Linked DNA regions of Mus musculus: all the other regions are linked to region 1. Evidence: chromatin contacts called from public Hi-C and HiChIP or PLAC-seq data. All regions are on one chromosome and are shown on one strand. The core of a region is the stretch at or near the end of the contact, and the rest is flanking DNA. Distances in the headings are between cores, read along the strand shown. Region 1 has its middle 64 kb from the start of 4930526H09Rik. Region 2 has its middle 76 kb from the start of Plk2. Region 3 has its middle 76 kb from the start of Gm32990. Region 4 has its middle 95 kb from the start of Gpbp1. Region 5 has its middle 120 kb from the start of Actbl2. Region 6 has its middle 27 kb from the start of Gm33045. Region 7 has its middle 56 kb from the start of Actbl2.

Region 1 (4,423 bases), core at 832-3,331:
ATGCTCATTTTAAAACATCATAGTAAAAATAAACGTACTCTTAAAGAAGCAAAACATGAAATCTGAGATCATGGATTCGATTACTAATCCTACTTTACATGCTGAGTAAATATAGCAATTCACTCACCTGCCCAAGCACCAGTTTTCTCATTTGATCAACGTGGATAACAATACCTATCTTGCAGGCTACGAACAGGCCGTTCTGGAGATTGCTATCAACCCCTTCTATGTATATATCTCCCTTTTGTCCATCTGGGAAATAAAACATGAAACAATATGTCTGCTGCAGATACTCTTTTCCTAGACCTGATATTAGTGATAACCGTTGCGAACAATTAAAAAAATGTTTTAAAAATTCTTTTAAAAAGAAGAAACATGTTTGCTCTTCCTTAAATGATCTTAGGGTAGGCATCAGCTTTAAAATGAATCTGGAAGTAGTTTACCTTTGGTCCTTTTATGCATACACACACACATGCACACACATGCATACCTACACACACAGGTTTACCTAGAGCCATACAAGAGGCAACAAAGAAAAAAAATCCCAAGAAGGCTCTCCATTTACACAAATGTAAAAGTCAAGGGACAACCTTGTTGAGCCAAAATATTGCACAGTTTTCTGTCATTCTCTCTTGGGTTGCATCTGTGTTAAAAAGATTCTCCCCAAAAGTGGCAAGGGGCACCCTTTCCTGAATTCCCAGCTCTTGTCAGGAATAACAAATTTCTAAAGAACTAAATTAAAAAGAAAGTTCAAAAAGGAAATCTCTCTTCTAGTCTTTCTTATTGCACAGTACAAATGGCTAAGGACTCCAAGGGAGACCACCATAAACTCTGTAGAACAAAGTGTAGTATTTCACTGTGAATTAGCCTGTTAAAAAAAATGTTACAAAGCAGAGCTCATTGTTTTAGGATTTACTGTTCCACACATCCTAAAGATATGATAAGAAACTATGAAGTCAGCACTGTAGCTATTGAGACAGCGAGAGCAGACAAGCTCCATCCAGAAACAAATAGATTTCCTACAGACCTGTGATCTTGCTTATCTAAGAGGAAGGTTTTGTTTGCTTGTCAATCAAGCAGAGCAGATCTTCTGGGCGCGCGGCCACACCTTGGACTGGGGAAGCTCAGGAAGGAAGGAATGTGGGAAGGAAGAGGGGAGAGGCCATTTCCTGATGGGTCAGCTGCTGGCAAGTGTCTGGACCCTGGGAAAGCTGTGGTGTAAGCCTTCCTCTCCTTGGAGAGCAAGCAGAGCAGCAGGAACAATGGTGTGAAACTCTGCCGGTAACTCCCAGGTCACGCCTGGAGCAGCATGGTCCACCGGCAGCAGGTTATGCCTCAACATGTCCTGGACTCTCGGCAGCCTGCTGTTTAAACCTCCCTGTGCAATCCCTCTGCCAACATGAAGCATATTCTCAAGGCAATTTCTCTCCAAGGGAGACAAAGAGCATCTAGCACTGGGTTAACTGAAAAGCCATGGCATGGGAGAAAAGGCCTTCTAAGACTCTCAGACTGCCAATCCCAGAGATCTTGACTGACAGTTCTTATGTTTTAACATCCCAAGTGATCTTTTTATGTTCAGTTTCTGATTAATCTGCAGAGCATCCTCCTGTGTTAGGCTACTCAGGATCTGTAGAATGAGTTAAAAGACACCATTCCCTGCTCCAGGCTTGGTCTCCCCACGCTCTGAAAGGGCTGTGCCAAGGAAACTTACTTCTACTGTTAATGTCTCAGCTAAAAGGTGCTTAATCATTGTAAGAATTTCTTAGCTGGGCGTGGTGGGTACATGCATATAATTCCAACATGTGGGAGGTGGGGGCGGGGCCATCAGGAATTTGAGGTTATCCTGAACAACATAGTGAGTTCATGTCCAACCTAGAATACAAAGTACAAAATCTGAAGAAAAACGAAACAAAACTACAAAAATGAAAACAAGGACCAGCTGGGTTGGTGCAGAGGAAAGCCAAGATAAACCAAGAAAAAAAAAAATAAAACACATCAATTTAAAAATACCTTATTCAATATTCAAGACAAGATTTCCTACTGTTCCTAGTCTAAGAGACTAGTTTAGGGTAATCTCTTTCCCTCCCTTCCTCTTTCACACAGTGTAAGCAGGGCATTTGGCTCCTCCCTAGCACAGTGCAAGCCTCCATGTTCTTTAAATCTGGTACATTCCTGCCCTCTAGAGGACAGAGTTCCAATCACTGCTAGGATCAAACAGTTGCTTTGTGGAGACTGAATTGTCAAATTCATAGCCGTGAAGTACTCTTGGCTCACACAGGCACAACAGCTTTCAAAAAAATAATCTTTCTTCAGGTGATTCCCAGGCATCAAATTTACCTAAAGGTCATTTTTCTTATAAACAGGAGTAGTTCGTTGTTGGTGAAAATGTAATACCATATGGATTTATTTCTCTGTTTTTCCTACACGTGCTTAAATTGGCCAAAACAGTGGCAATGAGCTTAAGCCAATGTCTTTGGAGCTTCTCCCTAATCCTCACCCCTCAGTTCTCAACACAGGAGTCCAAGAGCGCCAGGAAGATCATCCAAAGAAGTCATTCTTCAATCCCTTTAAGCCGATGGGGCTTTGCACTTCCCGGGCAGGATTGAAGCAGCCAGACACATGCTGTCGCCTTCTCCTCCACTAGGAGAACTTCCTAGCAGAGCCAAGAGGGCCAAGTGACGTTCTCCAAGTGACGTTCTCCAGGCCACAGAGTTGGATTGAGGCATATGGTGCAATGGAACCCAAACTGCTGATAATGTTTTTAAGCCTGTGGCATCAGTTTTCTATTCAAAGACCAAGCCAGAGGTTTGCGTTATTTTATTTTTAGTTACATAGACACCAGGCTATTTATCACCAGGGACAGAAGTGAATCTAGCACTGCCCCCTGTGTGGTGGTTTGAATGAAAAGGGCCTCCATAGGTGCAGAGGGAGTGGTACTATTAGGAGGCATGGCCTTGTTGAGGAGGTGTGCCACACTGGAGGTAGCTTCGAAGTTTCAAATGCTCAAGCCAAACCCAGTGTCTCTTTCTCTTCCTGGTGCTTTCAGATCCAGATGTAGAACTCTCAGCTACTTCCCCAGCACCACACCTGCCCAGATGCTGCCATGCTTCCTGCCATGATGAAAATGGACTTAACCTAGAAACTGTAAGGCAGCCCCAATTAAATGTTTTCCTTTATAAGAGTTGGGTAGTCATAGAGTCTCGTCACAGCAATTGTCACTCTCCAACATGTGTCTATTTCAGACTAGGTCATGGCACCATTGGATATGGTGATCTTCCTGGTTACAGTCATCTATATTCTGGAACCTTGGAAAGTGTTTGTGATGCTGGCTGTCCTTTTATAACAACTTTCTGGCCTTTGTTCTCTTCCGTTTATGAATAAGAAACTAAGGAATATCACTAGACCAGGCCATAGAGCATACAACTGTAAGATCTCTTCTGCTCTAAAATGTGTCATTTCTGTTTCATCACGAAGTTTCTAACAAAGAAAAGAGCACTAGATCGATGCATAAATTACTTCATCTATTTGCTTTTAAAATAAGATGGGAACTGACATGCCTTAGGCTTCATACTTCACCGGCAGAGCTAGGGCTAATAGGGATTCTTAATTTCAAGCCAGTCACTGTACAAAGTCTATTATAGCTCCTTTCTCATCCTCCTCCCCTGACACACACACCAGCTGCAGAGGTCCACCGTGAAATCACCATACACATCAGAAAGATGTTGTCTTTGACAGTTCCTTCCTTGCTCTCTCCACTTAATCATCTTCAATGCTGCATCTTTCTAGGGTGTGCAGATGGCTACCAACTCCAGTCCCCCAAACCTGCCTCACAGTTATGTCTGACTTAGTGGGCCCTTATCTATATCCAGGTTGGAATGAAACTTTGATTTCCCAGGGCACAAGACAAAGTATGTCAATAATGAGGAGAGCAGCTGGACCTAAGACTCAATATTTGAAGGACTATGGGAAAGATTTGAAAACCAGAGTCTGTCTAGAATTGGAAATTTTCTACTTTTCTAAAAACCCACTCAAATGACTGTTGGGGGAAGCCCGGATGATTTCTCAGCAAGTTGGTTTCTGCTTCTAACGTCATGTTCAAGTTCTCGTCTGATTATGACTTACTAGAAGGTGACTTTAAAATGGCATATGGGTTAAATTGTACTTCTCTACTCATGGTGAAAGGATGGAAAGGAAAGAATGCAAAACTGTACAACCCACGTACCACATGGGTGTGGTTATTTAATCTATAATTTTTTCTCTTTATCCACTTTCTACTGCACACTCATGCTCAATCCAGCAAGTTTAGGCTTCTCAGTCAGGTGCCAGCTTCCAGGAATATGTGAGCAGCTCCAGCAGAAATTCAGAAACAAAGCTGGGGATGAGTACAGTTGCACAGGCCTATAGCCTATCACACAGGAGTTAG
Region 2 (4,423 bases), core at 1,320-3,819, 500 kb before region 1:
TGCACATGGGGAATTCCCTTGGTCTGAGGATACATCTGTAATGGAGGTAGAAGAAGGGACAACCCAGTTGCTGGGTCACAGCCATTGTTGAGCCCTATCAGCAATTACATTACTCACATGTTGGTGGTTGGAGGAGGGTATAGAGAATAACCCAGATGGCTTGTCTTATATTCTCTCCTTCATATCTTGTACATTGCCCACTTGTCCATTTTGACCCTAACTTTTTCAGACCTTCCAAAATCCTCAATAATATAAGTAGCAGTAATCTTGATTAATAATTATCTTCTCTTTTTCTCTTTTATCCATGCATCTGTGCATCTTCTATCTATCCATCTATCATCTGTCCATCTATCATTCACCCATCATCCATCCACCATTTTCTATCCACCCATCCATCATTCACCTATCCATCATCCACTCATCGATCATCCATCCAACATTCATCAACCCATCCATCCATCCACCCACCCACCCACCCATCAATCCATCCCATCCCATCCACCCACCCACCCATCCATCCATCCCATCCCATCCACCCATCCATCCATCCATCCATCCCATCCATCCATCCCATCCATCCATCCATCCATCCATCCACCCACCCACCCACCCATCCATCCATCCCATCCCATCCATCCATCCATCCATTTATCATTCATCCATCACCCATCTATCCATGATCTATACATTCACCCATTAATCATCCATTTATGCTTCATCCAGTGAATGGAACATGGGTACTTTTTTCTTAGTAGTATCTAGAACATCCATCAACTTATTTAGCATCATCTTCTATAAGCCATGCTTATATTAAAAAACTTTAATCATTTCCTTCTCACTTGTTGTTTGTGTAAATTTTTATTTAACCAATGATGATTTCTGACTGAATAAGTCATGGACACAGGGTGTAAACTCAACGCTATCAATTCAAAAATCCTGAGGCCACAATTAATACACAGTAACGTTGTAAAATCCTAGACAGGATAAAAAGACTCATTTCTATGTTAACCCCTGTCTGCCTCCATTTCACAAATACCTTCCATTAAGACTAAAAATTTATCTATTTGTCATTTTTATGTTTTCATCCTATTTAACACTTTACGTCTTTTTAAAATTCACTAACATAAAATGTTTTCCTTCTAACCCCTTACTAGTTCATGTTAGACCAGAGTAGCAAGTGTGGAAGACTTTCTTTTCCTTGTTTTGACAATCTTTTTTTAAAAATACACACACACACACACACACACACACACACACATATATACACATACATATATATACACACACATATATATACACACATATATATGTATATTGCTATGCTTTTGTTTGTTTTTCAGATACAAAATAGGGGTAAACATAAACTCTATAGAATGTTTATTTTAGAAACAACATTAGCACCTTTGAAAATGAAAAACTATATTTGGGAGATGAATTATTATATATTCATATATATTATATATTTATATGAATAAATTGTATGTCTAAACTTTTCACATGAAGTTGGGCTGTTAAGTACAATAGGAATAAATATGCTTACTTAAGAAGACAAATTGTCTAAAATTAATCCCAAATCATCTGAACTCAGATGTCTAAGTTTTAGTCAGACTTTAAGCACATGCTTCATTAAATTTTGTTTTATCTGGGGTTTTGCTTTTGGCTTGGGTTTTCCCGTATGCTGCAGGAGAGGCCACTGTGCCCTGTAAACTTTCTTGACCCCTGGAGGATAACACTGTTCCTTCACTTAAACGTGATTTCAGCAAATCAAAAGCATTCCTGTTTCTCCCATATTTGTAGGTAAGCAGTCTGCCTTTAATGATCAAAACCAGGCGAACCAGACGACATTCCCTCAGACTGAGTAATGAGCCTAGAAAGAATAATAGATTTGTTAAAATAGCTATGACACGATCATGTTCTCACTTAGACACTTCTTGGCCTTCTGTAAAGCCTTAAAAATCTACAAAATTCCAAACTTCAACCTGGAGAGATGGTCTGAGAATACCAAAAAAAAAAAAATCTTTTCTAAAAGTTACTGCTTTGTCTTGTTTAATTTGCCTAAGTCCTATCAAGCTCTCCTGCGGTAGCCATCACTCAGGAGGATATTTTCAAAGAATTTCTACTATAGTTAAAGTTTAAGAACAAATGCAAAACATTTGGATTCTGTTTTTATGGCCTCTTGAAATATCGCTTCTGTTTGCTAAAATCTAATTCAAAATAAACATACTCATGTACTGAACGGACCTTCAGTGGTGCCTACTAAATAGCCGGCAGTTTTATGTGACTTGCTCTTATAACAAACTGAATGATGTTTTTGACATAATTAGCAATATTTTATACACCGGAAAATTACCAAATTAGTTCACTTTCACTTTCCAGAAACTACAAAATTCAGTCCTTGTGGCCTAGCTGAGCAGTAATATCAGTTCAGACTCTCTCTGCTAGAATTACAAGAAGTAGCAAAGCCACTGTGGGCTGCTACAACAAGCACCCCCACCCCCACCCTGCCACTCGGATGTGATGCTCCAAATGTGCTGACGTTTTGATTTTGTAATAGGCAAAGTCCGAGGCTCCTGGTGTGGGGTAGCTTCCTCTATACGTGACATCAGGACCTAAGTTCCTTCTCTGTGTGTGCCTTTGCTAGCCACTGAGACTCATTACAAATAGAAGGAAAATACAGAAGGACAGGTACACACACACACACACTCATATACACAAACATGCACACACAGCCATGCATACTCTTACACATGCACACACATAGTCATGTACACTAACATACTCATACACACACACACTCATATATACAAACATACTCTCTCTTTCACACACACACACTCATGTACACAAACATGCACACACATGCACCCACACAGACTCACACCGCCCCACAAGCACATATACACACACAGACATTCACACTCTCACACTCATACTCACACACACATACACACAAACATATATGCAAACATGTACACACATGCACATACATACATGCATACTCATACCATCCCTACATGCACACATACACACAGAGACATGGACACTGATACCCCTTCATATGTATGCCCACACAAAGAGACATGCATGCTCACCTCCCCTACACACACACACACACACACACACACACACACACACACACACGAGGCCTTATTAGAATAAATAGGAAGTGTCATAATTACCAACCTTTATTTCTTGAGGTTTGTTTAGTTCTATATCCAAGACAGAAGAGAAAGCATGTCTTTCAAATTTTTAATAATTAAATTTACTTTGTCTATGAATATCTTCCTGTATGTATGTAAATGCACCATGTACCTGCTGGGTGCCCAAGGAGGTCAGAATAGGACATTGGATGCTCTGCAACTGGAGTCCCAGGCAGTTATGACTATCTGTGGCATCACAGTGCCATGTAGATGTTGGACTGAACCCCGGGTCTTTGCAAAAGCAGCAATACTCTTAACTGCTGAGCCATCTCTCTAGTTCTGAGATAACAAATCTGGGTAGATAACCCAGAAGTCTCGGCTCTAACTTTATTTTAATCCACTAGGCAGTGGCAACAGACTATGAAGAGACGTGAGAGACAGAGCAGAAAATGGAGCCATGCCTTCCAGGAGCTCGGAATTTATTTTAGCAAGGAAAAAGTTAATTTATAAAGAAAACAGGACAAGCTGGTGAGACTAGGAGCCACGTGTGCTACAGGAATGCAGAGAAGAACTCACTAATTGTGGGTAGAATAGGAGAGGACTTCAAGTGGACCTGTAAGGAGAGGAACGTTGATGCTGAGAGAAAAATCAAGTCTGTAAAGTAGAGGCAACTGCGTGGACCTGAGTCCTCTCTCTCAGCTGTCACTTCATTTTGCCTGAGGGAAGGGCCTTATCTCATGGCAGATAGGCCATTTGTTCTGTGAGCAGACAGTACGGTTTGTCACCATAGAGGACACTGCTGGCTTCACCACTTCAACTTTGCTTAACATAAACACTTGAAGCTAACATCAATTCTTCCAGATGATCTTGGCCTTAGATACTTTAATATTTAGCATTCTTATAGCAGGCAAAATAGATTAGGAGTTGGGACTGGCCAAAATTAGCAATGTGGAGGGAATTTTATTCATATTTTTTGCTTAATAATTTGTTTTAATAACCTAAACTAGTATATCATTCTCTCTTCTTGGTTTGGGCCATGACTGCATCTGCAACAGAGCCATGTGATTTTGCTGTGTAAAGAAAGGCTTTTTCCTGTCTTAAATCGACTGCTTGGGCCAGTATATTAAGTTTTGAAGTAGCATCTGTCTACCTCCTTGCTTTATCTTTGGAGGTGAAAAGCTACCAAGACCCTTAATTGTACAAATAGCATCAGGGTTTTTGTTTGTTTGTTTGTTTGCTTGCTTGCTTGTTTGCTTATTACCAGCCACTCAGAAAGCATGCAT
Region 3 (4,423 bases), core at 1,413-3,912, 480 kb before region 1:
ACTCCCAGTTTCTAGAGCTGGGGCACTTTCTGATCCCAGCAGGAAGCAAATGTCTGTAGCTGGGCCATTAAGGGAGGTGAGTGATTGCTTAATATATTTTAATGGATTGCTGGTTGGCAACATCACAACCTAGGCTTTCTAAACAGGAACTTCAGAAGCGGAGCACAGAAGCTCTAGGCTGTGGCAAATGAGGTTGTTACAGAATGCTTTCATCTGGAAGCTTTTGATGAAGTTTGAGAAGTTGCCACAGCAACAGATGATGTCACCTGGTGTTTAGGAGAATTTGAAGATGTCAGAGGAAGTGAGTAATCCTTACCTGGAGAAGCAGAGCAGGCACTGATGCCGCTCTTCAGAAAGGGACAGTGGAAATCACAACATCCATTCACCTTCTTTTCGGCTAAGAACCCATATGTGTGTTGACGTGGGCTGTTAATGAGCATGATAGTCATATTCTAGGTATTCTTACAATCCCTTTCAACATTAAGTTGAAATGTGGAATATTCTTGTTACTTAAAAACAAATTAACTGCACAAATACTATTTTGGGGGTGACTGTAATGATTTGATGTCGGGGGCTTGGGAAATGGTGTAGTTGGTAAAGTCTACTTACATAAGGGCGAGGCTCTGACTTGGGATCCTCATCTCCCATATAAAAAGCAGGGCACTATGGCACATGTGTATAGTCCCAGTGTGGTAGAGGGAGACAGTGGCCTCCCTAGTGATGATTGGCAGGGAGTCTTGTAGAACTGCACACTCCAGGTTCTGCAAGAGACTGTGTCTCAGAAGACAAGGTAGAGAGTGACAGAAGAACACATGCAATATCAACTTATGGCCTCTGTATGCACACACATATTCATGTGCACCTGCTTGCCTGTGTGCACACACCCACATATGTGTGTACATACAAGTCCAAAACCACACAGAAAAGTGATTTGACTTTGCCTTCAAATGTGCACACGGCAATTTCAAGGTGTCTTTCTTTTAAGAGTTTGAATTTACTATGTGTCTTAGTTAGGGCTTATATTGCTGTGACTAAACACCATGACCAAAGCAACTCTTATAAAGGAAAACATTTCCTTGGGGCTGGCTTACAGTTTTAGAGGTTTAGTTGCATAATTGGCACGGTGGGGAGCAAAGTGCCTCTCAGGCAGATGTGGTCCTGGAGAAGGAGCTGGGGGTTCTACATCTTGATTTACAGGCAGCAGAAGGAGACTGTCACACTTGAGGACATGAGACCTCAAAGCCCACCTCCACAATGACACACTTCCTCTAACAAAGTCACACCTCCTAATAGTGCCACTCCTCTGGGCCAAGCATTCTAACACATAAGTCCAAGGGGGCCATTCCTTCAAACCACCACATTATGTAAACTTTTCACTAGCAAGAGGCAAATTCAGATACATTTTATGAAATTGTAATCAGTAATTTCCCATTGCATTGGGTAGATATAAAATAGAAAGACATTTAAACATTTTCACGAAAGTTTCAGTAACAGATATTTAGGATAACTTACGTGCACCCATGTATATGTATGTATCCCATGTATGTATGTATGTATGCATGTATGTGTGGATTTTCTTAGATGCCTGGTTTGGTTAAGAATTCCCTGCTGCTTTTTGCATGGAGTTTTAATATCTAGGTCAATGACTTAAAGGCAAAACAGGTAAAAAAAATAAAAATTCTGTTTACTTGGAAATTTTGGGATGAAGAGAAAAGAGCAACCATGGATATTCCCGTGCTCTTGCTTAGCTAGCACACAAACAAGCATCTTGAGTAACCATGGTCACAGCGTATTTTGTGATTCTGGACATTGTTCTAAGAAGACACATTTGAATCTTGTATATAATTTTTTTTTTTTTATAAAATCAAGTCCCAGGTTGTCCTGGTTTTCAAGAACATACTGAACTATTGTTCAACACTGGAAACTATGCATGCATTAGCTCCATAGGCAGAAAGGAATGCCTGCTGAATGTATCCCTTTGAAACTTGACTTAGGCCAAAGTATTTCCCTGGGTTTAACAGGTGTAAACTTGTTAGTGTCTGGATAGGACATGAATAGTGATGACCGGGAAGAAGTTATCACATCTAAGATTGAGTTAGCTGTCTTTTCTGTGTGCTTTCATTTTCTTTTTCTTTCTTTCTTTTTTGGTTTTAAGGCATTTCTTGTAGGAAGGCAGAAAGAGAGAGAAAAGAATAGAGAAGCAGAGGCCAGCTATGGCCACATGGAGAGAGGAGAGAAGGTAGGAGGGGAGAGGTGAAGCACGGAAGCAAGAGTCTGTGTGCTTTCTTAATGCTCTGTGTAAGTCTTGGTTTCTTCTATCATTACCTGGTAACCTGCCTTTGGAACAATCGCACACGGAACAAGGCAATGATTGATTCATGGAATCCTTTATTTCACCAGTTCTGATGTCTACATTTTTTTTATCACTCTCATATAAACTCCATGCTATGCTATTATTGACTATAAGTGGACTGTGATTAATGAACCAGAATTATTGGCGCAGAGCAGTGGGGTCTCACTTGATTTTGGCGAGGCATTTATTCATCACTTGAGGACTATTCACAGCTCTGCTTTTTACAAAGCAGCCAGCAACTCTCCGTCCTCGCTTCCGGTGTGACTCACAGGCCAGCAGCAGCAGGAGCAGCAGCAGCACTTGGCATTATTAGAAAGACTGAATCCCAAGCCCCGCCCCCACCCTGATCAGAAGCTATGCTGTCAAAGACTCCCAACCCACATGACCATCAACCTTTGAAAATTGCTTTGTGAGGAAAGAGAGGAATAGAAAGGAGCCACACTTGCTGCTGGATGAAGCGCTTTTCTTTTGTTGCCGTGATTTGTGAAAGAGTATCTCCCACGTGTTAAGAATTAAATCTAATAACAGGAAAAAATGTCACGGGTGCAAACATAAGAGATCAAATTTAAAAATAATATAGGCTTGTATGAGCCCTTCCTTCCAGTGTGGAATATGCTTCTCCCGAAGGCTTGCTTTCACTGTTACTTGGCATCCCTTTTTAATTTTTGGTAATTTAAACTGGTGAAGTTTCTTTGAAATCACAGTATCATTTGTTCAATAATACAAGCTTTTCTTCCAGAAGGTCAGATACTGGTGGCAGACTAACAATCCTGCAGATCTCCCATCTTGCTCTGTATATAGCACTCAGTAATGTCTGAAACACGGAGCACACCGCTTCTTCAGTTAAATGAGAGGACAACTTATACTTGTTATTTTACATTGGTTAATAAGCCTAGATGTACTTACTATCATAACATTATGTATATATTATATATACATTATAATACATTATATATACATGTATAGTATGCATATGTGTATATGTATACACACACATATATAGCATATGTATTTCAAATGTGTAAAAATATATTGTGGAGTGACTACCTATCTAATGTATGTGTCACCTCACATTTTTAATTTTTTGTAACAAGAACTCTTGAAAACTACTCTTAAATGTTTCTCAACATCCTACATTTAATTGTGGTCACTATGTGATATATTTTTTAAACTCTTAGGTCCCTTAGAAAAAACAAGGTTAATATGCCTATGGTGTGTTTTTCTCAACCATAAAGTCCTGTCATCGTGTTGTATATGAGCAAGCGCAAGTTTTAAATGTTATGTTCCGAATAAGACCAACATCAAGTGCACAGTTTTCACCTCTCCTGGTAGGTGTCTTATGCAGACCATTTATGCAGACCATGCAGATGGGGAGTCCAGAAAGTAAACTTCAGTGCTGGACCCACCAGACCTTTGCAGAATAACCCATCAAGCTGGCTGCATTTCTGTTTCATTGCTTAAGCAAATGAACCACGTGGGCTCTGGGGGACACAGTTCATGTGTCCTTCCAAGCCAAGCTCAGGAGAAGTCTCTTCTGGTGCCTGGTCCACAGCACCCCTACTATCCATCTCTGTCATGAGTTCCCTTGCATGGTAATTGATTTGCACTCTTAATGAGGCTGAGAGAAAATCACTGAGAACAGAGTTATGCTTTTCCCATAGAACCGAGGAATCCATATCTTTCAAGGTACATTTTAAAGAGTAAAACGAAAACTGAGCCCCTCAAAATTATGAAGTCAAACAAATCAGCCAATTTTTTTTCTGTTTTTAATTTAATAGCTTTGGCCTTAACATTATATTTAGATTTAGTCCTTTTTTGCTTTGAAGATTGAAACCTTTTCTCTGTCCTTAAGAACTGCCGTACATTTTTCTCTCTTTTTGAAGATGTTAGGGAAATAATGGCTGCTTCATCTCACAACTGTCCAAAGACAAAAGAAAGTCCACTCAGGTTTATAAAGATGAAACAAGGCTGGGAGGAGGACATCTCAGGAAATAGTCAGGTTTCAGAAAGATTGGTTACATGGGTACTGGGCAGAACACTTCACATGGGTCTACAGTAGCCTTACCTATT
Region 4 (4,423 bases), core at 539-3,038, 430 kb after region 1:
ATGTTTTCAAGAAAATAGATGCAACTGGTCATCTTTATGTCAGGAGAAAAAAACCCAGGCTCAGACAGGCAAACCCCATGTGTTTGCTTCTGTATGAAAAACCAAAAATTAAAAGTAATTGTGTGTGTATCTCGAAACTGAGAGGGGCTGTAAAAAGGAAGAGAAAGAGATCTTTAGGGAGGTAGGAGATAGGGTAAAGGAACATATTCGAAGAATACAACATAGGGCTGGAGAGATCGCTCAGCGGTTAAAAGTACTGACTGCTCTTCCGAAGGTCCTGGTTCAAATCCCAGCAACCACATGATAGCTCACAACCATCCTTAATGAGATCCGATGCCCTCTTCTGCTGTATCTAAATACAGCTACAGTGTACGTACATATAACAATAAATAAATCTTGGGGCCAGAGCAAGCAGGGCTGGAGCGAGCAAAGGTCCTGAGTTCAATTCCCAGCAATGACATGATGGCTCATATCCATCTGTACAGCTACAGTGTACTCATATACATGAAATAAATAGATAACTCTTAAACACACACACAAAGACGACAGCATGGTCTAACTGTGGAAAGAAAAGAAATGAGCTGGGGGGGAGGGGCAGTGTGGGGCCAGGGAATAGGAGGGCGTAGGGGAGTTGAACAAAAGAAGAAAAAACGTATATCACATATACAAAAGTACCATAAGGATGGGCTGACCAGCTCAGCTCCCTCCCAGGCCCAGCTCCTGGGCTCTGAGATTGGCCTGCCCACCCCAACATCTACCAATGAACTGCTGGAGTGCATGAAGGAGCAGGTCCTACATATGCAAAAATAAGCATCTCCATGACACAGGGCAACATCAGGATGCCTGAGAGAAGTCTCCGTGAGGATCCAGTATTCACAGAGTCGCAGAAGCCAGAGGCCTCCGACCTGAGCCAGGAGTCATTGCAATGAACATTCACAAGCAAAGAAGCAGGCTGAAGGGTACACCATGGGACACACTGTGACACAATAGAGATTTTTTTTCCTCTGTTGCGGGGAGGTTGCAAGGGTGGGCGGCAGGTACGAGGGGAGGGGGTGGTGAATGGGACTGGGTGGCATGATAGGACATTCACAAAGAAACCAACAAAAGGATAAAATGGACAGAATTGCCCTATGGCAGAGCCAGCGGAAGGACTGAAGGAGCTGAAGGGGGTGGCAACCGCATAGGAAGAACAACAGTGTTAACTAACCTGGACCCCTGGGACTGAGCCACCAACCAAACGCTATACACAGGCTGGTCTGAGTTCTCCAGCACATATGTAGCACAGGCTACTTTGTCTGGCCTCAGTGGGAGAAGATGCCCTTAATCCTGTAGAGACTTGATCCCCAGGCAAGGGGGAAGGGAGCACCCTCTCAGAGGCAAAGGAGAGGGAAGATGGGGCAAGAAATCTGTAAAGAGGGCGGGGGGGGGGGGCGGCAACATTTAGGGATATAAAAAATGAATAAGGAAAAGAGAAAAGAAAATTCGATAATGAGCCCATTACTTTGTATGCTAACCTGAAAAGATTAATTTTAAAAATTCCCTTTAACTAAGGCCTACCATGAAGCCATGACTATCTGTGACAGAAGCAACTGGAAGACTGGCGCTTTCCCAGGACTGTGGCTTGGGTGACAAGAGAGAAATCTGTGGGACACTCTGTAAATGGGGTGTGAAACCAGGATATGAACTACCCAGGAGTCACCTCCTTCTCACACATGAGCAAGTACAGCCTCCTTGCCTTCTCGCTCACCCGCTCGCCCGCTCGCTCACTCACTGCCTCCCTCACCACTTCCCTGGCAGCCAGTGAGGTGTTTTCATTCCAATGGGGCTTTTCCAGAGCCAGGAGCTCTGAAGCTGTGGAGCATCAGCAACGGGAACTGAGCAGCCAGCATCCAGGGCGCCTGAACTGGAGATCACCTTGGAGAGCCAGCCCTACCTCATCCTTGGAGCAAGCTGGCTTGGAGTGGACCTTGAACCTGGCTCTGCCTGCTTCAGAGCTGGGGTGTAAGCATACAGACCACTACATACAATCTAGCAGTCTGCAGGAAAAGCTGGCAGGTGGAATTTCATGCCTAAGTAAGTGGAAAGAACTGAGGTTGTAGTGGTCTTTTGGGGTTTTTTTTCCCCCGTTTTATCTGATGTGCTATTTCTTTTTAATCCACTTCTTCTAACATCCTGTTGGGCCTACGCTGCCTCTTATATATTTGGGGTTGGGGAGGAGGGACAGGAAGGGAGGCTGCAGGGAAGATTGTGATGGATCTGAACAGGAAATGTCTTTTTGACAAATGAAGGCTCTCTTCCCTTGCCTAGTTCTGAAACGCCTCTGGCTTGAAAGTTCTCCATATGCTCATAGCTGTTATTTAGGTACACCACGCAATTTCTAAACAAAGAGCTCCATTCTTGGCCCCCACTTACACAGCCTGCAACAGCAAGGCAATGTTCCACTGGAGAAATACAGGAGATCTAGGGCTGAGTGAGACCACAGGTCACAGAATAAAACGTGATTGGCAATGACAATAGGACGGTGTGGGTAGTCAGGGCCAATCAGCCTGCCCGAGAAGAAGCTTCTACCTGTTTCCAGAAAGTTCCAACATTCCCATGGGTGTTGCTTAGCTAGGCTTGCTATAACAAAGCACCCTAGACTGGGTGGCTTAAAGAGCAGGAAGGTAGCCTCACACTTTTGAGACTAAAGGGCTAAGACCAAGGTCTTAGCAAGGTTAATTCCTTCTGAGACTTTGTGAATCGGTCCTGTCTCTCTTCTGGATTCTGGTGGTTTTCTACCCATTGCTATTGACCCCCCGGGCTATCACCTTGAAATCCACATTTGTATCCATATACTGCCCTCCCCACGGGCATGGCCTATGACCACATTTCCCTTTCCATCCGCACACTGTGCAGCATGCACACACACAAACACACAAACCTCACTCGATTAGAGGTAAGCAGCCAGTGTTGGTAGATCTCTTCAGCCAGGTTCCAGAGAGAGGATCCATTCCTCTGTCTGAGCCTCTGAAGGAGGATTCCACAAGCCAAAGGGTGGAAAAGCGAGCTCACCTCCTAACCCCTTCCAACTCCTGATCCCGTCCACCTCCCCTCACCCCCTCACCCCCCCACCCCACCCCCCACCCCCAACTCCCATGCCATTCTAACCCTGGATGAATCCAGGCTCTTTTCAGCTCCCACCAGAATCACTTCAATTCAGTTTAAAATCAGGGAAACTACACCACAGGTTCTCAGCCTGTGGGTTGTGACCTCTTAGGACTTGACAGACCCTCTCACAGGAGAAGCCTAAGACCATCGGGGAAACACATTATATGATGCATAACAGTAACAAAATTACAGTTATAAAGTAGCAGTGAAAATAATTTTGTGGTTATGAGGTCACCACAACATGAGAAATATATTAAAGGTTGAGAACCGCCGAACTACAGGGCTTTTCTTCAGACGTGCCAGCTCTCTGCTCCAGAAAATTCTGATTTGACCCAATTTGGACTCACTATCCCAAAAATCATACCTACTCCAATAGAAGGAAAAGCTTGTGGTCAGCTCAGGGGTAGCCTAAGAAAAGCCAGTGGACACTTTTTCTGGGACACATGGGGCCCTCAAAAAGGTCAGGCCTTAAAAGGACAAAATCCTTTGTAACTGAGGGTGAAAATCAGCTCTGGAACACTGGGGCTTTGACACACGCACACTGGCTTTCGGGTACCTGCTCCCTATAGCAAAAGCTGCTACATTTACAACCCAATTCATGAAGGCTAAGCTTCCCACTTAAGGCGGCAGGTGTTTATTGGCAAATAAAATACCCAGCATCCACCTGAAACTGTCCCATATGTCCTTTGCGGGTATTAAGCCATTAAAATCCGGTAGCTGGTGAGATGGCTCAGAGGTTAAAAGCACTGACTGCTCCTTCCAGGGGTCCTGAGTTCAATTCCCAGCAACCACATGGTGGCTCACAGCCATCTGTAATGGGATCCGAAGCTCTCTTCTGGTGTGTCTGATGGCAGCTAGCATGTACTCATATAAATAAATAAACCTTTTAAAAATCAAATATTTAAATATTTGAAATCCACACAGCCGCTTGAAGCAGGTACAAGTATTCCCTCATTTTAGCAAGGAACATGGTGCACAAAGGCCAAGCAGCCCCCCTGAGCACACCCAACCTGTGAGTGCTGGAGCCTAGGTCTGAACTTTTGACATTAATAGTCTAGGTGCTGAACTGCTGCAATGGAGGACTAATGTAACTTTTAAGGAGTTGACAGAGCAAAACGTAGACGGAAATAACCGGAAGCTACAGCTGAACCGGAACCTGCTTGACTGTGCCACAGTAGCTGCATTTGAGAATGCGCTTTCTCCCACTCAACAAGCCTAGCCAGAGAATAAACAAAACTGTGTCCCCTGCCAGCCCTGCAGCATAGTGTGAACCGAA
Region 5 (4,423 bases), core at 672-3,171, 400 kb after region 1:
AAGAATTATAATAACCTGGGAGCATCTATCATATGTATCAGCTAGCAATGCTTTCAGCTGTCCAAAATGGGGCCTTACCAGCAAGAAGCCTGATACATGGGTGCTGCCAGTGTTTCTTCAGCATGAAGAGGCCAGGGCCATTGTGGATAAGATTCAGCTTCTAATTTGCTCATCACCTTATGGTTGATAAATGCCTGCAGTAGTTCTGGACATCATACCCATAGTCAAAGCAAGAAAAAAAAAGGAGGGTACCACTTGAAATTGATCCTTTGATAGAGAGCAAAATTATCTTGGAAATCTGTCCTGTAGACTTTCTCTTCCATCCCATTGCCTATAACTGTAGTAATTGGCTAGAACTATCTAAGTAGTTTGCCTAGAGTCATTCAGCTGGTCACCTCCCCCACCTCTCACCTCCACACCCCCATCCAGGCTGCAAGGGTAACTTAAAGAAAAGAATGCTAGCTTTCCTTTGTAGCTTCTTTGGTGAAAAGCTTTTGGGGGATTGGGAATGAAAGGTTAGTGGTTTAGCCCAGTGGTTCTCACCCTTCCTAAGGCTGCAACCCTTTAATACAGTTCCTCATGTTGTGGTGACCTCCAGCTGTAAAAAATATTTCATTGCTACTTCATAACTGTCATTTTGCTACTCTTATGGATCGTAATATAAATGTCTGATATGTAACCCCTGTGAGGATCTCGACCCACAGGTTGAAAACCATGAGTTTAGCCCAACATCTGCCATACAGTCATTCCTATCAATTCCCTATCTACCCTGTTTGCCAAATAACTTTCGAGACAACCCTATGATGTAGGTATCTTTATTGTACAGATTTGAAGAAAAACAAATCACAGATAGAGGCACAGATAGAGCAAGTATCTCTTTCACCCCCAACCCAATCAAACCCAGGTCATTTATCCTCAGAGTGCATGCCCTTTCCCTCTCGAACCCAGAGCTTTAGAGATGAGTCTGTGGTGAGTGAGTGTCTGCTAGCTCAGGTGTTGTCAGCCTTTACTGCACTACAACACCTGCTAGTGAAGCAGGCCTTTAAATATCACCTTTACTTTTATGTCTCCCTTCCAGTGTAGACCCAGGATGGTGTAACATTTTTAATGCACATTAAAATTCAGGACTCGTCCTACAGTCTGGTTTATTTTGGGTCTGGTTATCTTTCGTCCTACACCTTGGCACATGAACCCTGCCCAAATTGCAAGCATGTGAGGAACGTGTTGCAAATGAGGTCCCAAGACAACAGTAGGCATTTTCTTATTATAGGTCTGTTTTCCAAACTGTAGGATATGTTAAAATTCTGTAACATGGAGCCCCTGAGGGTGCCTCAAGTCACTAAACCTATTTATCCTAACTAAGATGTGTTCAGGAAGTTCAAACATCCAAAAAAAAAAAAAAAAAAAAAAAAAAAGAGATAACTTTTCCCTGGAGCTAGGCATATGGAAATAAAAATAAAATAAGGCAAAATAAAAAGCCAACAGTCAGCTGCCTTAGAAAATCTGGAAGCCTTCCTTCCCTTCCCCTAACCATACCTAAGCGATATTATCTCCAAATTACTTATGCATTGCAGAACTTCTAATATTAAGAATCAATAATGCATGCCATTGTTTCCCAATGTTGAAAGTGAAGAGTTGCCACACATTTTAAAATTAGAAATAGCTGTGGGCTCTTTGTGTTATAATAAAAAATAAAACCAGTAGTTTTCACCTCTGTTGCTAAGATAAAGCACACTGACCAAGAGGAATGTAGAAGAGTTCATTTCAGCATACACTCCCAGATCACAAACCATCATGAGCGAAGTCAAGGGAGGAACTCAATCAGGAAGTTGAAAGCAGACCTAATTGCTACTCTACGCAGCAGCAATACCTCTGACCATGTAGTAGGAACAATGGATGGTGATGCTTGCCAGCTGGCTCACAAACCAGTTTATATTCCAGCCAGCATTCTTATGTAGTTCATCCCTGCCAAGGGATGACACCTCCCACTGTAGGCCGGACCCTTTACATCAATTAATAACAAAGATAATCTCCAATAGACATGGCCACAGGCCAAACTTATCTAGGCAATTTCTCAATTGGGGCTGTCCTCTCAGATAACTCCAGGCTGTGTTAAATTGGCAGTTGAAGTTAACACCATACTTGGCTAATTAGTCCACTAAACAGGACCACCTAGACTGTGGTCTTCACACAACTGACTACTGATTGACAAAGAGAATTGATATAAAACTTCCTACAGAGATTTGAAAATGACACATTTGATTGCTTTACTAGTAGATCATATGTATGGTTGCTTGTTTGTTTGTTTAATGTTACCAGTTCAGGTGCAATGCTTACTTGATCAGTCCCAGGAGAACAAACTATGTATCTAGCTTTGGTGTGCAGTAGATTGAAAAAGATGATAAATAATGTACACTATCAGAAGCGCTAATACATCATGACATTTTGGATAGTAACCCTCATGAGGGGAACTAGCTATAAGCTTAGAGGTTAAGAGCTCACGTTTCCCGCTTGAAACTCAAGAAGAACGAAGAACAAAGTGTGGACACTTTGCCCCTTATTAGAATTGGGAACAAAACACCCATGGAAGGAGTTACAGAGACAAAGCTTGGAGCTATGTCAAAAGGATGGACCATCTAGAGCCTGCCATATCCAGGGTTTCATCCCATACTCAGCTTCCAAACGCTGACACCATTGCATATACTAGCAAGATTTTGCTGAAAGGACCCAGATATAGCTGTGTCTTGTGAGACTATGCCGGGGCCTAGCAAACACAGAAGTGGATGCTCACAGTCAGCTATTGGATGGATCACAGGGCCCCCAATGGAAGAGCTAGAGAAAGTACCCAAGGAGCTAAAGGGATCTGCAACCCTATAGGTGGAACAACAATATGAACTAACCAGTACCCCGGAGCTCATGTCTCTAGCTGCATATGTATCAAAAGATGGCCTAGTCGACCATCAGTGGAAAGAGAGGCCCATTGGTCGTGCAGACTTTATATGCCCCAGTACAGGGGAATGCCAGGGCCAAGAAGTGGGAGTGGGTGGGTAGGGAAGTCAGGGGGGGGGAGGGTATGGGGGACTTTTGGGACAGCATTGGAAATGTAAATGAGGAAAATACCTAATAAAAAGTATATATATTAAAAAAAAAGAGCTCACGTTTCCATACACGGCTGCCTTCTTCAACCTTATAAGAGAACAAGGTTTCCCAGCTCTAATTTAGAAGTAGCAGAAAGAACGAAAATAACCTCTTGAACCTAGAAGTAATTCTGGACCATCAAGCATCTGCCTGGTGGAACGGCGACTGCAGACAGAAGGTAAAAAGTCAACAGAGGTTGCTGAGCTAACGCCAGAAGTGAGCCAGAACGAAGGAGCAGACTTTCCAGAAGTTTCTTCTTCCTCAGCAGAATCGCTTCCAGGAGCTGTTCAGCCAGAGGAGCTACGTTCTTCACAGTTACATAGCAGTTAAGCTTGTGGAGTTTGCTTTGGGGCCTCCAGTTTCAAGATCTATTGACTGCATGGCTGACCTTGAGGAAGTCATTTAAGCGGTGAAGAGACATAATGGCCAAGGCAACTCTTATTAAAAGACAACATTTAATTGGGGCTGGCTTCAGAGGTTCAGTCCATTATCATCATGGTGGGAAGCTTGGCAGCATCCAGACAGACATGGTGCTGGAGAAGGAGCTGAGAGCCCTACATCTTTATATTAAGGCAGCCAGAGGGAGGCTCCCTTCCCCACTGGATGAAACTTGAGCTTATATATGAGACCTCAAAGTCTACCTCCCAAGTGACACACTTCCTCCAACAAAGCCATACTTCCTAATATTGCCACTCTCTATGGGCCAAGAATTTAAACACATGAATTGATAGGGGCCATACTTATCCTAACCACCACAGTGATTTTATTATCAACTGATTGAATTGAGAAAGGCCTACATTAGTTAAACACACTGAAGAGTGTGTCTGCAAGGCCACTTCCAAAGAAGAATAAAGAGGTAACCCTGAGTGCGGTGGCATCATCCCCTAGGCTAAAGACCCAGATAGAATAAGTAGGAAAAAGAAAAAAGCCCATAACTGTGATCAGTGTCTTTCTAATCTCTGGCTACAGTGAAGTGAGCTTTTACAAGATGCCACATCTGTCCCACTGTATAGACTGAAGCCACATATCCTAGGAAAGAAATAAGTCTTTCCTCCCTCGAGTCACTCTCTCAACAGAAAGTCTAACACAATGTTACTGTGAAGACTGAAGAAAGTAGTATACAAAAACTACTAAGAGTAGTGGAGTGTTCTTAGGAAACATGTAAGAATTCATCTACTATCACTTTAGAATTACCATTGGTGGCAAAGAGCTCACAGTGAGAATATCTTTTAACTACTCACCCCAGTTAGTTTTAAGGTCTAAAGTCTTTCATGTCCGAAAAGTT
Region 6 (4,423 bases), core at 669-3,168, 370 kb before region 1:
TGGACTAAATAGAAAAATTAAGGGAGTTGAAAGAAGGGGGTGAAGAAAGCTTTGCACAAGACTATGGAAAACCAAAGAAGCTATCTGTTAATGTAGCATTTCTCTACCTTTAGTTTATTAGAACCTGTCCTTCGTGCCCAGAGGAAAGCAGTCAGCACCGCTTAGGTGTCTCCAGCTTTTAGCTTTTACTTCCGTTCTTCGGCTTGCTGTGAGAGCCCAGGCTGAGTACCAGCTTACCTGACAGGAGTCAGCACATTCCTGTGTCATTCCACACAGGGCAATGCTAAGTCATGTCTGAAACTCACCCTTGATCCCTATCACCAGCCTCTGCCCGCTCGATGCACGCTGTGACTTCTTGGCTCTCACTTCCTTTTGCATAAAGAGGAATAAATAGGTTTCTTGCACAGTCTTCCCATGGCGCTGGATCTCATGACTTACTAAATCAATCGCCTCCAAGAGCATGGTTATCCTCTAAATTGTTAATTACAGAGAACGTATCAGATCCTTTGTATGTAAAATGTATCAGTGACCACACATGCAAAAACATGCAAGAACATGCTTCTGCAAGAGCACTGTTTTCTCTCCAGCCCAACGCCCTGTTGACACCATTTGCAGGGAGAGGCAAGAGGTCATAGGGACCCTTATGTAATATGGATACTAAACACAGTCTAGAAATCTGTATGTCACTTCTGACATGCATGTCATTTCCATGTTCTGATGGGTGTCCAAACCATCTTCTATAATTTAACTCGATCATCAAAAACCCCTAGAATTGTGCTATAACACCATCATGTCACCGAAGGGGAAACTAAGCAAAAGACATTGAATAACTCACTACACATCACACTAATTCAGCAAGGTGTAGAGCCAAGATTTAACCAAGGCCTGAAGCTCTAAGTCCATGCATCTAGTCTGCTAGCTCACAGAACTTCAGTTTACTAAACAGTAAAAAATCGTGAATTGTACTACACCCCCTCCCCCAACTCCAGGGTGAGTTCCAATTTTCATCCAAAAGAAAGTGAAAATAAATTATCATATTTTAGAGTATGATATGAACATATAGCATACTTTACTATCAATTAAAGACAGTATTTTTAAAGGCTAGTTAAAGAAGCCCTACTTATGAGTTAAAAAATTAGTATATATGGAAAACACATTTCCATGACCACATCGAAGTCCCGCCCCCTGAGCAGGAATTCTAGTATGGTGAATTTACTTCAATTCCTGTATTGGTGTAATTACAAAATAATGGCTCCCAAGGTGACATTTTCATAGATATGCACAAACTATGCTGACAATATTTACCTATCATTAGCCTCTCTGGTCTCTCTTACTACTTCTCTAAGGAAGCAAGTCTGGCCTGCATAAGAAAGCCACCTGAGACTGAGTCTGGCATTGAGCCAAAAGGCAGCCCACCCTCAGCATTCCATCAAGGCTTCTGTTTACAGCTCCTGCCATGACTTTCCTCACTGATACATTGTGATCTGGGGGTGTAAGCAAAAAACACAAACACAGAAACGAAACAAAACAAAACAAAAACCCCAATCTTTCCTTCCTAAGCTGCTTTTGCTCAGAGTTTCCTCAGAGCAGCAGAATGGATGCAGGCCAGTCACCTTTTACCTTCCTGTCTGGTTTCCAAATGGAGATTCTACAAATGGGAGAAAATGTGTGATCTCTGGATTTTTGGAATAAGGCTTAGCCTGGAGATAGAACCACACATTTTTTATAGAAACAAAGTGATTTCATTTTTTCTTTGCAACTGCATAATATACCACTGTGTATATACGCTACGTTGTCTTTATCCATTCAGCTACCGAGGGACACCCAGACCTAGCTGCTGCGATTGTGCTGTTAGAAACCTGGCTCGGCGGAGTCTTTAGTGTACGTGGCCTCTGACTCCTTGAGTCATACATGCACGAGTAGTCTAGCTGTATCATACAATGGTTCTATTTTTAGTGTTTTAAGGAACCTACATACTCATTCCCACAGTGAATGGACTAATACTTTCATTCCCATTGAAAATGTATTAGGGTTCTCTCTTTTCTCCACATACTCCACGCATTTGTTCTTGCTAGGGTGATTGCCATTCTCACTGGAATTCAAGTTTTAGATGAGAGAAGCGAAGACTCAAGCAATCCGATTCAAAATTTTCAAATGCACTCAAACTTGCTTCTTCCTCAGTGACATTTGTCGGCTGTGATGTGTTTATGGGCTCTTGGCATCTTCGTTCACAGCTTCCTTGGGACAGCCTAGTCAGGTGAATTTGGCAGTCGTAGGATGACTCAGTGCACCGCCAGTCATGTGTGCACTGGACTTGTGTCTCTTACCAATGTGCAGCTGGCCTGAAGCAAAGTAATTAGACACTCGACAGAATAGGAGCCAACTACAACTGGCACGATTTTATTTTTTAATAATAACATTACTTTCCCTTAAAGGAAGTAAGGTGTTCATTTATATTCTGGAAGACATTCTTTTATCTCCTGGGGGATCGCTAACAGTTTATGAACTGGCAGCTTTGAGTAGCACTGATCCAGCACAATTTTAGTAGAACACACTCGAATGTGGAAGATGAAACATTGGGTTCTGGAGACAGGCAGGTCTGAGAGTGAATCATGGCTCAGCCAATGATCAGAAAGAAGGCTTAGAATAAATTAAAAATAAAAAAGAAAGGCTCCAGAATCTCATTTTGGAATGCTTTGGGTAGAGATCTTCAGATAAATGGAGTTCACACACACACACACACACACACACACACACTGAGACATATGTACTCTCGTGCACATGTATATGCATATGTGTGGGGGCACTTGTGCATGTGTGCATTAATGTGTGTGTGTATGTGTGTGTGTGTATGTGTGTGTGTGTGTATGTGAGTGTGTGTGTGTGTGTGTGTGTGTGTGTGTGTGTGTGTGTGTGTATTAGATACATACATTGTGGGTAGGGGAGATGAGTGTAGGATTTGATGCAGAAAAGGGGCTCATAATCTGCTTATTTAGTAATTTCCAATTATATAACGTACACTAAAGACTCTGCCGAGCCAGGTTTATATATACATATATATGTGTGTGTGTGTTTGTGTGTGTGTGTGTGTGTGTATATATATATATATATATATATCTTACTTTAGAAGACAGAATTATGTCAGTCAATATCTACATTTTAGTAGTCTTATAAATTATTAATAAGCCATGGAATTCCCTGAAGTGCTAGCATGTGTGAAATAGTTCTAGAGTTGCGTCAGTATGCTTTAGGTCGCGGGTAAGTCCAGTTAATCCCGGTATGACTCATGGCTTGTGTATGGAGCCACTGTCGTTTATGTGACAATCAGTTACTTGGCACAGTCTCAGGCACAGACAGGAAAACTAAAATGTGCATGAAGGAGAAAATGCTAAGCTGAACTTCAGTCACCTTTAACCTGAGATTTGTTTACCTAGCAGACAAGCCAAGTTCTGAATAGGCAAATAAAGAAGAAAGAACATCATTTTGTCTTTTTTTCTCAAAGCCCAAGTTTCTAGAAACATATATAGTGGCTAAATCATCAGATCCCGCGCAGCACTTCCCATACAGCTGGACTCAGGGCTATGCTTCAACTGTGTGCAGAATTGAAACGTTCCCTCTACTAGTGCAGACCTGCTTCTCAGAAGACATGGGCAAGCTTTCCTGTCACCCATATAAGCATTATATAGTCCTCGACTGTACGCACAATCACGTAGTGCTGATATTGCCAAACCAATCAGTTCTTTTTCCTGTCTTCCCCCCCCCACAATGGTCTCATCTCTTATCCTATCCCCATAATTTCCTCAGAACAATGTATCTTCCCTAAACAACCGAGTTTCTAAATGACTGATTTGATTGTGACACTTCCTTAGAACCCTTCAGCGGCTGCCTGCTGTGCCCAGTAAAGGACCCACACTCCTTGGCATAAGATGGTCCTTTGCCACTTTGACAGCTTCATTTCAAATGATTCCCTTGCTTATTCTTATGTTTGCAAATATTCACTTATGCTAAAACCATCCCTGTGCTTCAATTGACTCTTCCCTCCTCAAAGACGTCTCATCTCTTGTTGTCTTTCAACAGTGGCCTGATTTCGCAGTCTTCCCTCCAGGCCTCACTAAGTAAAGTCTCTCAGGGCACAAGCTCTCAGTGATGTGAATCTTATAATGAAATGATTCATATTCATCAATGAACCTTTTTCAAAACGCTGATCTCCCTAACGACAGACACATAGTGTCCTCTTTGGCTTCCTGATTTCAAGACCTGACTCTGACCTGGGACGGAGCAGGTGTTCAACGGAGAGCAAATAACAAGAGTTCTAAGTTCTGAACACAAATCTCACAACTGTACTCAGGAAAACGCCCAAACAAAATGTAAAAGATTATCTCTGTGTAATATTTAATTTCCCAGATCAGTTCTGAATCACAAT
Region 7 (4,423 bases), core at 1,022-3,521, 340 kb after region 1:
GTGAGGTAACACATTCACAAAGGAACTCACACAATATGTACTCACTGATAAGTGGATATTAGCCCCAAACCTAGGATACCCAAGATATAAGATACAATTTCCTAAACACATGAAACTCAAGAAAAATGAAGACTGAAGTGTGGACACTATGCTCCTCCTTAGAAGTGGGAACAAAACACCTATGGAAGGAGTTACAGAGACAAAGTTTGGAGCTGAGATGAAAGGATGGACCATGTAGAGACTGCCATGTCCAGGGATCCACCCCATAATCAGCATCCAAACGCTGACACCATTGCATACACTAGCAAGATTTTATCGAAAGGACCCAGATGTAGCTATCTCTTGTGAGACTATGCCGGGGCCTAGCAAACACAGAAGTGGATGCTCACAGCCAGCTAATGGATGGATCACAGGGCTCCCAATGGAGGAGCTAGAGAAAGAACCCAAGGAGCTAAAGAGATCTGCAACCCTATAGATGGAACAACATTATGAACTAACCAGTACCCCGGAGCTCTTGACTCTAGCTGCTTATGTATCAAAAGATGGCCTAGTCGGCCATCACTGGAAAGAGAGGCCCATTGGAAACGCAAACTTTGTATGCCCCAGTACAGGGGAACGCCAGGGCCAAAAAGGGGGAGTGGGTGGGTAGGGGAGTGGGGGTGGGTGGGTATGGGGGACTTTTGGTATAGCATTGGAAATGTAAATGAGCTAAATACCTAATAAAAAATGGAAAAAAAATAAAGTAAAAAAAAAAAAAACAAAAAAACCAAGATGTGCCTAGAAGTTTCCCAGGTAAGAAAAGGCAGAAGGTTAGTGAAGAGTCTTTGTGCCCTATATCTAAACATGATATAATTTTGTTTCCAGTATCTATGACCAGCAATGTTTAGACATGCCTCCATCGCCTATAGGAGGCAAAGGTTCTGAAATGACCCAGATTGATTCATAATTTTTCAGTCACACACTATCACAAAGAGATTTATGTCTATTTACTTCAATTAATACTAAAAATTCGGTTGTATCTTCTGGTAAAAGACCCCTCTTCCACTCTAAGGGTAGAGCCAGGAGGAAAGGAGAGATAGTGTGTTTTCATCTTACTGAAGGTCATGGTTTCATGTTCTCCTTCTTAATCCTATGATAGAAAAAGCCTGGCAGGAGGAGGAGGAGGAGGAGGAGGAGGAGGAGGAGGAGGAGGAGGAGGAGGAGGAGGAGGAGGAGGAGGAGGAGGAGGAGGAGAAAGGGAGGGGGGAGGGAGAGGGGGGAGGGGGAGGGGGAGAGGAGAATGAACCAATTCATGTGAGCTATGATTATATGTAACAACCTATGTGTATGTGAGCTAAGAAAACGGCAAGCTTTTCTCTGCAGGAGCTGGGGAGTTAATCTTTCTGGATAAAACCATGCTCCATACCATTATTTATGGGCATTTGTGAAATGCATGACATTTTCCCACCTTGACACAGCAAATTTGTCTTTTTTGATTCATGTGTATGTGTATGTGTATGTGTGTGCATGTCTATGTGTGCATACAAGAATGAGTGTGTGTTCGTGTGTGTGTGTGTGTGTGTGTGTGTGTGTGTGTGTGTGTGCCAAGTATCCCATTGCCCACAGCATTCAGTGTCATGTGACACTGAAGAGACAAAGCAAGCCATGAGCAAGCTCACATAAAATATAAATAAGGTTATTCAGGAGAGCTGAAGATACTAATAATAGCGTGACATTTGCAACGGGTGGAATCTGCAAGTGGGCTAGGCACGGTGCTCACTCGCAGGCTCTGAAACAATGAAAGCATCATTAGAAGCAATCAAAATGGAATGAACAGACTCAGAAGTGTTTCGCTGTTTTTAAATGAAGGAAAATAAAGAGCAGCCAGATGAGTGTGACTTCTGGATAACAAGTCACCCAGAGGATGGCTCAAGAGAATTAATAATAGAATCTTTTTTTATTCCTCTGGCGTTATTCAACTGTGAGCTAAAAGTGCACCTTGAATGATTCACTGACAACTATGAGGACCGTGAATCTAGATTCACACAGGATGATGCACGGAGAATGTGACTAGCTCTGGAAATGTGCAGACACTGGGATGTAGGGGAAGGGGTCGGGGGTGGAGGAGGTAGCTGGAAGACAAATAAGACAGCACCAGACAGAATCCTTTAGAAGAACTATGGAGAAAGAAGAACTGGAAAGTAAAATTTTCCTTCCAGGAAGACATATTGGGTCCCGATTCTTGGCTTCCAGCATCAGCGAGTTGGCACAGTGCAGAGCCTGCTATAAATGTCAGGGTGCTGAATGCTTTCTGGCCATGGGGCTTTTGTTACCATGGGAACAACCGCCTTCTATTTTCCGGAAGGTGGTTAATAATTAGACTGAGGGGGGAAAAAATCAAATTCTGTCCCAGACTACTCCTACTACTACCATCTTGGTTTTTATTACTGGAAATTCAGAGTCTTCTGGGAACTGATACCCAGGAAGAGACAGCAGGTCTTCTGCATCCTCAGAACTGATATTCAAGACAAGGCATAGGCTCCGATCATCTGGTCAGGGGCAGTAGATGTGTTCTCTCTCTTCTAAGGCTCCAATCTTCAGATAGGAGTCCATATCCTGAAGTAACTATAGAAACCAGGAAAGTAAATCAGGACCATCCCTGGAGTGTGAGGGGAATAGCAAGGCAGAAGTGATCTGATGATGAAATGGGAAGACAATAGGGATGCTTTAATTAGGGAGGAGGGAAGGAGATAAATACAGAAGAAGGGAAGAGAGTAAAATAACACTGATGATGTCTAGAAAAGTAAGGAAAGGGGTCATACTATTAACTATCTACCTAAAATATTTTAAAAATACACATAAGTCAGGATATAAATATGCATTTACAGTTTAAGTAAATGTCCTGGGTGCCAATCTAACCAAAGACCATCTAACAGAAACGCTAATACCGGGGTGGTGAGGTGGCTCATCGGTTAAGAGCACTGACTGCTCTTCCAGAGGTCCTAAGTTCAATTCCCAGCAACCACATGGTGACTCACAGCCATCTGTGATAGGATCTGATGCCCTCTTCTGGTGTGTCTGAAGACAGCTACAATGTATTCATATAAATGAAATGAATAAATCTTTAAGAAACCCTAATACCAAGCATGTGAAGTCCCTCATTTGAATTGTTAGTCAGGGTTGTCCAAGAGACTCCCAAATCATTACAGGACATTGCTGTTCCTCCTGCCTGCCTCCCAGGAGAGAAAGATAAGTCCATTTCTGAAGACACCATGTGTGCATGAAAGCAAATCCAGAGACCTTGAGCTGGAACTGACTTGAAAACTTCCTCTCTGAGAAATAGCTTTCATGGTACCAGACAGCATCATGCAGAAATCCAAAAAAGGGAAGCAACCAACAGTCCTACCCAGACAACAGTCCTACCCAGCTATTATGTCCATAAACAATAGTGAACTGCACAGCACAATAGCCCTAAGGGAGCAATAGTGGCACACATGCCTTGGTGGCAACCAACAGTTCTCTAATCTGGCTTAAAATACACTCACCAAGAGGAAAATCATGCTAGGTTTTAGAAACCTAGCCAGTCATCCAGGGCTATTAAGTCATGAACCTTGAAGGAAACGACAACTAACTGCTACTTTACTAAATAAACCAGTGTAATCTCTAACTGCACTCTAAATATTTGTCATTATACTCACAGATAAGTGTATTCTTCATCCTTCACCAAGGAATCTTCTCTTTGCAACAGATGGAGACCATTACAGAAAACCACAACCATTCAAAACGCAGAGTTGTGGCACACAGTCAAAACTGATACATCTACAACACAATTCCTGCACCTAAGGCTCAGAGCACACTGTGAAAGAGAAAGCAGAAAGATTTTCAGAGCCAGAGGAATGGAAATTTATTGAGAGATTGAATCTCGTAAGAATGTCAGAAGTTACCACCATAGTTTTGCTAACATGGCTGCCTAAACATGGGGTGAATGAGGGTAAACTTGTCATTATAATAGACACACGAACATAGACAGGACAAAGTCCAGGAGCTCCGTCCATCCCTACACAAAGAACTACAGGCAACTAAGGAATGTGAAAGTGGGAAAAGTAGTCTTTCCCAGGAAAGAGCACACCAATTGTTTATCAAGTATCAAATGGTTAGCCTATGAAAACATGTGAGTGTGTGTGTGTGTGTGTGTGTGTGTGTGTGTGTGTGTGTGTGTGTGTGTAACAACAATTAAAAGAGACTATACATTGAAAGAGCAAAGAGAAGTATATCAGAGAGTATGAATGGAAAAAATAGAAATGAGAATTAACATGATTATAATATCAAAAATTAAGACTTTTAGAAACAGAAGAATTGACTAGAAATAATTTGAAAAGCATGTTGTATCCTATAATGTCAGAGGGAATACATGGTTAGCACAGCAATGCTATCATTTATTTTT

Evidence for each region. Hi-C and Micro-C count contacts between places; a contact is called where the count stands out from the background. HiChIP or PLAC-seq counts read pairs in DNA pulled down with a chosen protein or histone mark.
Region 2: a contact with region 1 is called in a Hi-C map of bone marrow-derived macrophages, with 12 read pairs. The contact joins two enhancer-like sites. A contact is called at or near these places in 4 of 484 Hi-C or Micro-C datasets (adipose-derived mesenchymal stem cells, bone marrow-derived macrophages and epidermal suprabasal cells), 2 of 115 datasets of contacts at active chromatin or transcription factors (embryonic stem cells and fibro-adipogenic progenitors) and 1 of 9 other capture datasets (embryonic stem cells).
Region 3: a contact with region 1 is called in a Hi-C map of cortical neurons, with 4 times the contacts expected there. The contact joins two enhancer-like sites. A contact is called at or near these places in 7 of 484 Hi-C or Micro-C datasets (adipose-derived mesenchymal stem cells, bone marrow-derived macrophages, cortical neurons and 2 more), 3 of 115 datasets of contacts at active chromatin or transcription factors (SST interneurons, embryonic stem cells and trophoblast stem cells) and 1 of 9 other capture datasets (embryonic stem cells).
Region 4: a contact with region 1 is called in a Hi-C map of cortical neurons, with 4 times the contacts expected there. The contact joins two enhancer-like sites. A contact is called at or near these places in 58 of 484 Hi-C or Micro-C datasets (the AML12 cell line, B cells, ECoMG myeloid progenitors and 35 more), 6 of 115 datasets of contacts at active chromatin or transcription factors (embryonic stem cells, extraembryonic endoderm stem cells, large pre-B cells and 2 more) and 1 of 9 other capture datasets (embryonic stem cells).
Region 5: an H3K27ac HiChIP or PLAC-seq map of heart atrium shows a contact between it and region 1, with 5 times the contacts expected there. The contact joins two enhancer-like sites. A contact is called at or near these places in 3 of 115 datasets of contacts at active chromatin or transcription factors (embryonic stem cells, extraembryonic endoderm stem cells and heart atrium) and 1 of 9 other capture datasets (embryonic stem cells).
Region 6: a contact with region 1 is called in a Hi-C map of bone marrow-derived macrophages, with 19 read pairs. The contact joins two enhancer-like sites. A contact is called at or near these places in 1 of 15 datasets of contacts at CTCF or cohesin (the NIH/3T3 cell line), 3 of 484 Hi-C or Micro-C datasets (bone marrow-derived macrophages, embryonic fibroblasts and embryonic stem cells), 5 of 115 datasets of contacts at active chromatin or transcription factors (the NIH/3T3 cell line, T-cell acute lymphoblastic leukemia, embryonic stem cells and 2 more) and 1 of 9 other capture datasets (embryonic stem cells).
Region 7: a Hi-C map of cortical neurons shows a contact between it and region 1, with 4 times the contacts expected there. The contact joins two enhancer-like sites. A contact is called at or near these places in 4 of 484 Hi-C or Micro-C datasets (cerebral cortex, cortical neurons and forebrain).

The regions. Positions count from the first base shown.
Region 1 is chr13:110,966,135-110,970,557 of GRCm38.p6, forward strand. No RefSeq gene overlaps it. Among named protein-coding and RNA genes, the nearest start is that of 4930526H09Rik, 64 kb to the left of the region's middle. Within about 2 kb of position 2,082, at least 130 of the 459 cell types and tissues checked have an H3K27ac peak or open chromatin away from gene starts, as enhancers often do. A contact at or near this core is called in bone marrow-derived macrophages, brain, cerebral cortex and 3 more, where this site is marked.
Region 2 is chr13:110,469,167-110,473,589 of GRCm38.p6, forward strand. No RefSeq gene overlaps it. Among named protein-coding and RNA genes, the nearest start is that of Plk2, 76 kb to the left of the region's middle. Within about 2 kb of position 2,570, at least 14 of the 459 cell types and tissues checked have an H3K27ac peak or open chromatin away from gene starts, as enhancers often do. A contact at or near this core is called in bone marrow-derived macrophages, where this site is marked.
Region 3 is chr13:110,490,204-110,494,626 of GRCm38.p6, forward strand. No RefSeq gene overlaps it. Among named protein-coding and RNA genes, the nearest start is that of Gm32990, 76 kb to the right of the region's middle. Within about 2 kb of position 2,663, at least 43 of the 459 cell types and tissues checked have an H3K27ac peak or open chromatin away from gene starts, as enhancers often do. A contact at or near this core is called in cortical neurons and neural progenitor cells, where this site is marked.
Region 4 is chr13:111,392,808-111,397,230 of GRCm38.p6, forward strand. No RefSeq gene overlaps it. Among named protein-coding and RNA genes, the nearest start is that of Gpbp1, 95 kb to the right of the region's middle. Within about 2 kb of position 1,789, at least 13 of the 459 cell types and tissues checked have an H3K27ac peak or open chromatin away from gene starts, as enhancers often do. A contact at or near this core is called in brain, cerebral cortex and cortical neurons, where this site is marked.
Region 5 is chr13:111,368,185-111,372,607 of GRCm38.p6, forward strand. No RefSeq gene overlaps it. Among named protein-coding and RNA genes, the nearest start is that of Actbl2, 120 kb to the left of the region's middle. Within about 2 kb of position 1,922, at least 3 of the 459 cell types and tissues checked have an H3K27ac peak or open chromatin away from gene starts, as enhancers often do. A contact at or near this core is called in heart atrium, where this site is marked.
Region 6 is chr13:110,598,258-110,602,680 of GRCm38.p6, forward strand. No RefSeq gene overlaps it. Among named protein-coding and RNA genes, the nearest start is that of Gm33045, 27 kb to the right of the region's middle. Within about 2 kb of position 1,919, at least 34 of the 459 cell types and tissues checked have an H3K27ac peak or open chromatin away from gene starts, as enhancers often do. A contact at or near this core is called in bone marrow-derived macrophages, where this site is marked.
Region 7 is chr13:111,308,315-111,312,737 of GRCm38.p6, forward strand. No RefSeq gene overlaps it. Among named protein-coding and RNA genes, the nearest start is that of Actbl2, 56 kb to the left of the region's middle. Within about 2 kb of position 2,272, at least 39 of the 459 cell types and tissues checked have an H3K27ac peak or open chromatin away from gene starts, as enhancers often do. A contact at or near this core is called in cerebral cortex and cortical neurons, where this site is marked.